Linked DNA regions of Mus musculus: region 2 is linked to region 1. Evidence: chromatin contacts called from public promoter capture Hi-C data. All regions are on one chromosome and are shown on one strand. The core of a region is the stretch at or near the end of the contact, and the rest is flanking DNA. Distances in the headings are between cores, read along the strand shown.

Region 1 (3,589 bases), core at 932-3,431:
GTGTAGCTTGTAAGCCACCGCTGAGAAACAATCTTGTCTTTTCTGACTCCCCTCACCTCACCGCCAGTCTATAAATGCTCATATTTGATGTGAACACAAAGCCTCCTTTGTTTCCGCCCAAATTTCCAGCGATGTGAGTAGGCTCATTCTACCAAGGAATGCTATCAGATTCCCATCTGCTGACTTCACTGCAGGGAGCTTCTCTCACTATGTGCCTCTCCCTAAAACAGTGTGAAGCTGACAGCAAGCACAAGACTTTCTTTCCACAGCTCAAGCCAGACAGAAGCCCAGCACTATGGAAGAAGCAATTAGCGTTTGTCAGCTTCCTTTAAAGACTCCTGTGACTCCTCATAGGGCAGGAAAAAGCCCGACTCTCAGGTGTTGGACAATGAAAACTGGATTAGATTGGGGAGAGGGGCTCAAAGTTAGGTAGGGAGGGAGGTGAGGATAGGTATGGGAGGAATTGGGAAGGAGAGGTGAATATGATCAAAATACATAGTATGAAATTCTCAAAGAATTAATAAAATGCTATTTTTAAAAATAGTGTGGCTGGGTGGTATTGGTGCATGTCTTTAACCCCAGCACTTTGGAGGCAGAGGCAGGCAGATCTCTGAGTTAGAGGCCAGCCTGGTCTGCATAATGAACAGCCAGGGCTAACAGAGAAACCCTATCTTGAACACACACACACACACACACACACACACACACACACACACACTAAATAAAAGTGAGAAGCATTTCTACTTAACAATAAATAGCTGCCACCTAACAAAATGTACTGAATATAATAACCAGGAGAGGCTTTTTCTGCGTACTGGAAAGGAAGTAACGAAATCTGCCCTTGCCCTAGTAGAACTTGACAGTCTACATTGTTAGATACAGATCTCAGAAAGACTCAGTTCTCCCAAAAGCAAAATGGTGTTTATCCCTCTCTTCCCAGGGCTTCCAGCCACAGGTTGTCTAAATGAGGGAGCAGGAGAATGGGTCTCCTGAGAGATACTTCCGATTCCTGTGCTCAACCATAAGGTATTTCTAGCTTCTCCACAGTCTGATCTCCACTGCTTAAGTAAGGTGAAAGAGCAGACTCCATTTTCCAGACCGCTTAAGCCTCTAGGGCGTGGGGCATGGATAGTGTTTGGAAGGAAACAAAAACAACGTCTGCAAAACATATGGAAATTCTTACTTGAATCCATTAATCAGAATAAAATAGATAATAGCCTTTCAGGGAAGAAAACAAATTTGGTGAAAAGTGAATTAACTGGAGACTAGAAAGGAGTGGGAATGCCATTTCACTGTGCTCTGTTTCAACTGTATGAAGTTCCAGGCTACTCTGGCCAAAGAGCAAAATTTAAATAGCGTTCCCAAGAGTAACAGCGCATGCTGTTTGGACATGAAGAGTGTGGTGAGACACTGTTCTCCTATCTTCTCACACCTCGAGCTCTGGGCCTCTTGAATTATTTTTAATTATATCTCTCACACAACATTTTTAAATAGAGAAATTTTCAAAATTTAACTTCATCTCATGACAATTAAGGGTGCTTATGCTCTTGCTGTTTCAAAAAAAAAAAAAGAAAAAAGAAAAAAACTCAACGAAAAGTTCAAGATCTAAGATTATTTGTTCAAGAAGGATGAACTTTTTAGCTGTCTGGGTATATGGGTAGCTACGGCCAAAGATATCTAATAAAAGCAGAAATATTCTGAGAACAAACACAATTTGTCACATTTTGTTTAAATTTACATACCGACACTAACCTAGTAGTATGGAAGATATTAAGCATCACAAGTATTCATCCACTGGAGGCTTATTAGTTAGCAGAGTGATGATATCATCACATGTCAAACAGCTTCTGGAAATTTCCACTGTAAACCCAAGGAGGGAAAGAATGAAAGTAAAAGAGGTGAAACCTTGCATTGTTGTCGTGGAAACAATTTTGACTCGGGGACATATTTGAAAGTATTTTTGTAGACAACCCAGACCTGGTGAAATACATCTGAGAACTTTGTAATTGCTATTAATTGATTTTTGGTCATGTGACAATGCAAATCACTAACAAAGTATATTTTCTCGGATGAATGCTATGTTCTCATCCCTGGACCACCCTGCGAGAACAGCTGACCGAAGGTAACCTCGGGAGGGCGCTCTGATAGGCCGCCAAAGTGTGAGCGTCCGGGTCTCAGTCGAGAAGGGCTGGGGACCGAGAGCGGGAGGTGGAGCGCTGCCAGGTGACCTCCTCGTCCGGTAGCGGTGGGAGTGGCTCCAGCACACAAGCTGGGCCCCGTGCGGCGCACGTTCCCCGAGCGCCCCTGCGCGGATCCTGGGCGCCTCTTTTGCGTCCTGGTGTCGCCTTGGAGCCGCGAAGAGCTAGGCTCCGACTGTCGCCGAGATCCAGAGGCGTCCGCGACTCAGGGCCAGGCCACCTCTCGGGCCAAGCGGATAACTCGGTTCCCGCCCAGGGGCTGCTGGAACATGCGCCCGGGGACACAGGTGCGGCGACCAGCGGCGAGGCGGGGCGGGGAGGAGTGGGAGAGTCATCCAGAGACGATGTCTCGACAGTGGCATTCCAGCACCTAGCTGCCTGTCAGCGTGGGCGAGAGTCGCGTCTGCCTGGGCCAGTGTCCGAACTCTCCTCCGCAGCTTCCCGGGAGTACCTTTTGTTCCCAGGCGCTCCGGAGGTGCCACCTGCCCGGAGCGCCTTGGGTCCCATAGATTAAGAGCGACCCGTGGGGTGCAACAGGTCGTTGTTGACTCAGTTCCGACTAAAACCCAACAGGCTGAGACTTGGCCTGCTTCTTTTCTTTTCTTTTAATGTCGTTGTCACTTTTGTTTTAGTTTGTTTGACAGTTGCTAGACTATGTTTCCACTTCTGATCGTACTCAGCCAGCTGCCCAGACTTACCCTCGCAGTTCCTCATTGTATCAGAAGCCTAAAGGATTCCGAACATGCCCCAGAAGAAGGTAAGCAAGCATGGCTGCCGATTGGGGGAAAACACTTCTGAAACCAGTTGCGGTCTACTGTGTAGATCTCAAGCCAAAGTGTGGTAGGGGGAATTACACGCCCCCGTGAACCACAGTGCAACAGCATATCCTATGTTTTAATTTGTGGCTTTCTTGTTTAGAGTTGTGGGTTTTTAACTATAATATGTACAAACGTATCTCCCTTAGTAAACAGATGTTTAACACCTGGTTTGTGGTTGACTAAATTGAAAGCCTTTTTCGAAGTCCGAAAGTCAGTGAGTTGTCGTTTCCTAGATGAAGCTGTGTGTTAGTTATAAAGAGGAAGGCTGCTTCTTGGAAGACTGACAGGGAGGCCAGACTCTTGTCAGGACTTGTTTGTGCACCGCTGGGAGTCCCCATATAGACAAGTGCTCTACCGCTGAGCCACATCCTGTCCCCTAGTCTGGATTTGTGAGATCCAGAGCAAGGGCTGGAAGGTAGGATGACCCTTCTGGTCATTGTTCCAAACGTTGTGTAGATAAAGGCAGATGCTTGAGAGATTAAGTGTAGTTTGCTGGCCCAGGATTTTCGGTTACAGGTCACAAATTGGTTCCTGCTTCCATTTAAAAAGCCTAACCTGGCAAAATCTGAAGTG
Region 2 (3,324 bases), core at 66-2,565, 2.0 Mb before region 1:
CTCTATGACAACCCTAATTTTACAATAAGAAAACCCACAAACATCTTGCATAGAGAATAAAGCCCAAAGAGGGAAATTCTGGAACATGGGATCTCCTGAGGTTTTCTAGCAACTGAGAATGTTCTGGTCTTCCTAAAGAAGGAGCCATTATAGGATTGCTAGGTCCCAGTATTCGAAGGGGCTTTGACAGGAAGATCATAAAGTACTCAGTCGTTTTCAAATCTACAGTGTTTCACACTGAAGCATTCTAAGGCTAGCTCAAGTTAACCAAGTTAACCAGAAATCAGAAAGCATGTCTTCCCATCTTACTCGGTGTTCTATTGCTGTGACTACATACCATGACCACAACAGCTCTTATAAAAGAAAGCATTTAACTGGGACTTGCATACACTTTCAGAGGTTTAGTCCATTATTGGCAGGTTGGGACACATGGCAGCATGCAGGCAGACACGGCACTGAAGATGTAGCTGAGAGTTCTACATTAGAATCCAGAGAAAGCGCGAAGCATGAAGCGAGAGACCCTGGGCCTGGCTTGCATTTTTGAAACTCCCCAAAACACACTTCCTCCAACAAGGCCACACCCCTAGCCCTTTCAAACCATATTCAAACCACCACACCTGCTGGCTCTCCTTCTGCTCCCCCAGACCCTCCATGTATAAGTCAGGGTTGGGTGACAGGGATATACTTTCTTTTTGGAATTTCTGCACACTGTATATGAAGTATCATAAATTAGTTTTGCTCAGAGGTGGGAAGTATTGTTAGAAATCCAAACATTTATTTATTTTCCCAGAAACAAAAAACAAAACAAAACAAAACAAAAGACCTGGATTGAACTATCTGGAGACAAACAGCAACAAGGAGGCTTTGTCTGAGAGTCTGTCTGGCATCTGTTGCAGTCTGTAGATCCCATGAACACAACTCTTACAACGGCACACATCTGACCAGGTGCACCCTGAAGCAGTGCTGGGCAGATGGCGGATTTACGCTCCTCTTGGAGGGTGTCATGTTTAAGTTCAGGTGCTGTTGTACCTTCTTTGAATGCTGCCTTTCTCTGTCCAGTCAGACTATTCTCTTCTTGTGCATTTCTGCATCCCCTGACTACAGTGTAAGGCTTGGTCCTCTCCTTATCCCTCAATGGAAAAAGATCAACTCTGGGACTCTTGATTCTTGTCACCAGAGTTGTGTTCTTGGGAGCAGTGTGAGGTGGCAATGATTTCTGCTGAAAACAACCTGAGAGCATGCTTGTGGGACTGTAGGACAGGCAACCATTATAGAAAATGATAGTGTCACTTCGTAAGTTAAAGGTAGAAATAACATATAGTACCGCAAGAACTAAAACCAGGGCCTTGTGTGCAGGTGCTCATAGCAGCAGTACGCAGAATCCATATTATATGGTAACACCCTGAACCCATCAGCAGGTGAATGAGTAAACAAAATGTGGTATATGAATACAATGGAGTAGGTAAACGAATGCAGTGTATGTTAGGACCTGGGTAAAATAGTAAGGCCTAAATGGAATGTTAAGGCCTAGGTAACAGTTACCTGGCTAGCTTGCCATTATAAGGAAACTTTTTCATATCATTTTCTATAGCAGTTGCCTGTCCTATAGTTACTAGGAAAGCTTCTAATGCCAACCTGAATATCTGCTGTCTTATGCCCTTGGAAATCAATCACAATACAAGTCAGTAGGACGGTTTTGCATGGTTACTCACAATAAGCTTGGACCTGAACCAACCACAAACAACACTTCCTGCACCTGTGTATAAGCTTTTAGGGTGTAAGCTGCCCCTGGGAGGGACCCCAACATAAGAGAGACACCTGTACCAATATAAGAGACTATTTGGAACAAGACTTCCATTTTGAATGTAAACGTAAGACCCCCGTGAGAACTGACATCGTACTCGACAGAAAGAGACATGGACGTAGGTAACTGACATCGTGGTAAAGAAGTTAAGACATGACTGTTAGACAAGGCAAGTCCCTTGCCATAGTTGAATACCCCAACCAATGGAAACCAGATAGATGTACAAAAAGACACGTTCTTAAGGAAATCCCCTATCCCTAAATCCTGATTGTTGAAATAACTTGGCACAGATGTTTGTGGATTTTGGGTTTCAAAACCCTTAGGGTTTTAACTATGAATCACGGTTCAGTTCCTAAATCTGGCCCTGGCCCTGGGGCATAGGCTCAATAAACTATCTCTGTCTGACTGAGGTCAGTGTTTGTGGGGTGTGTGAGGAGATTCCTGGACCCTAACAATACACATATGTAAAACAGAATAGTATTCAGCCCTCAAAAGAAAGAAAATTCTGAGACATACTGCATCAGAACCCATTGAAGGAATCTTGTTAAGTGAAATATGCCCCAAACTGCCAAGGTCCAGCCTCAGCTAGGTCTAGGTTCCTGAGAGAAGGTTTATCAGTGCAAACAAATGATTGGAAGTCAAATCGTGGGTTACAAGCTGGCAGTCTATGTTCTGCTCAAGACAGCATTCCATATCGTGCACTCTCTCTTTGTTCTGCTCTGCCTGAGACAGCTTTCCAGACCTCTCTCTCTCTCTCTCTCTCTCTCTCTCTCTGTTCTGCTCGGGACAGCCTTTTCTGGCTATTCTAAAACCTCTTTGGTTGAGATAGCCAACTTTCTGTTAGAGAAAGCTCTCTCTGGTTGAAGCAGCGCTCTTTGCTAGTAAAAACCCCCAAAAGCTCTCTGAATAGCTTATGGGTTTTCTGACCAAAGTCAGAATAGCTGCTATTAAAAAAAAAAAAAAATCTTGGATCTTTTGACCAAGTCAAAAATCCTGTTGAAAAATTCTAAAAGTAATTCTTGTGTTTTTCAATAAAAATCAGAAAGAAAAAAAAATTAAAAGCCCTGTGTTCACTCTTAAGATAGCCTTCCCTAAATAGCTGCTAGAAAACATTCTAAGAGCTGTGTCAGCTCTCTAAGTAATTCTTGGGATTTGAGAAATTTTGTTAGAAAAAAAATTCTAAAAGAGTTGTGTTCATTCTCCACGGACTTTCTGACTAAAATCAGAAATCCTGTTTAAAAAAAAAAAAATTCTTGAAGAGCTGTGTTCACTCTCTAGTGATCTCCAGACAGCTCAGCTCAAGTAGAACTAAAGCCGGATTTTTTATTAACATATCAATTTAGCAGTTTATTCCAGGTTCCCTCTTGTCCATCCCAGAAATCAGCATCAGCCCCTTGACTCTCAGGAAGAGACAGCAAGCACTGGCACAGACAATAAGCTAGCAGGGTGGGACCCCACCCTGCAATTATCATTGGGATCACAACTGGGCCAGAATTCACACGGCCCCAGGCTGACCTTGA

The links. Promoter capture Hi-C pulls out the DNA fragments that hold promoters and counts their contacts.
Region 2: a contact with region 1 is called in a promoter capture Hi-C map of hippocampal neurons, with 3 times the contacts expected there. The contact joins the promoter of C130023O10Rik here to the promoter of Prrg4 in region 1.

Annotation. Positions count from the first base shown.
Region 1 is chr2:104,848,442-104,852,030 of GRCm38.p6, reverse strand. Prrg4 (proline rich Gla (G-carboxyglutamic acid) 4 (transmembrane)) reads left to right here and starts at 2,181. Exons shown (of 6, transcript NM_178695.5): 1 at 2,181-2,485; 2 at 2,831-2,955. The coding sequence starts at 2,853.
Region 2 is chr2:106,816,049-106,819,372 of GRCm38.p6, reverse strand. It overlaps C130023O10Rik (RIKEN cDNA C130023O10 gene), which reads right to left and starts at 1,315. Exons shown (of 1, transcript NR_169080.1): 1 at 1-1,315. All of the region lies in intron 4 of Mpped2 (metallophosphoesterase domain containing 2), which reads right to left.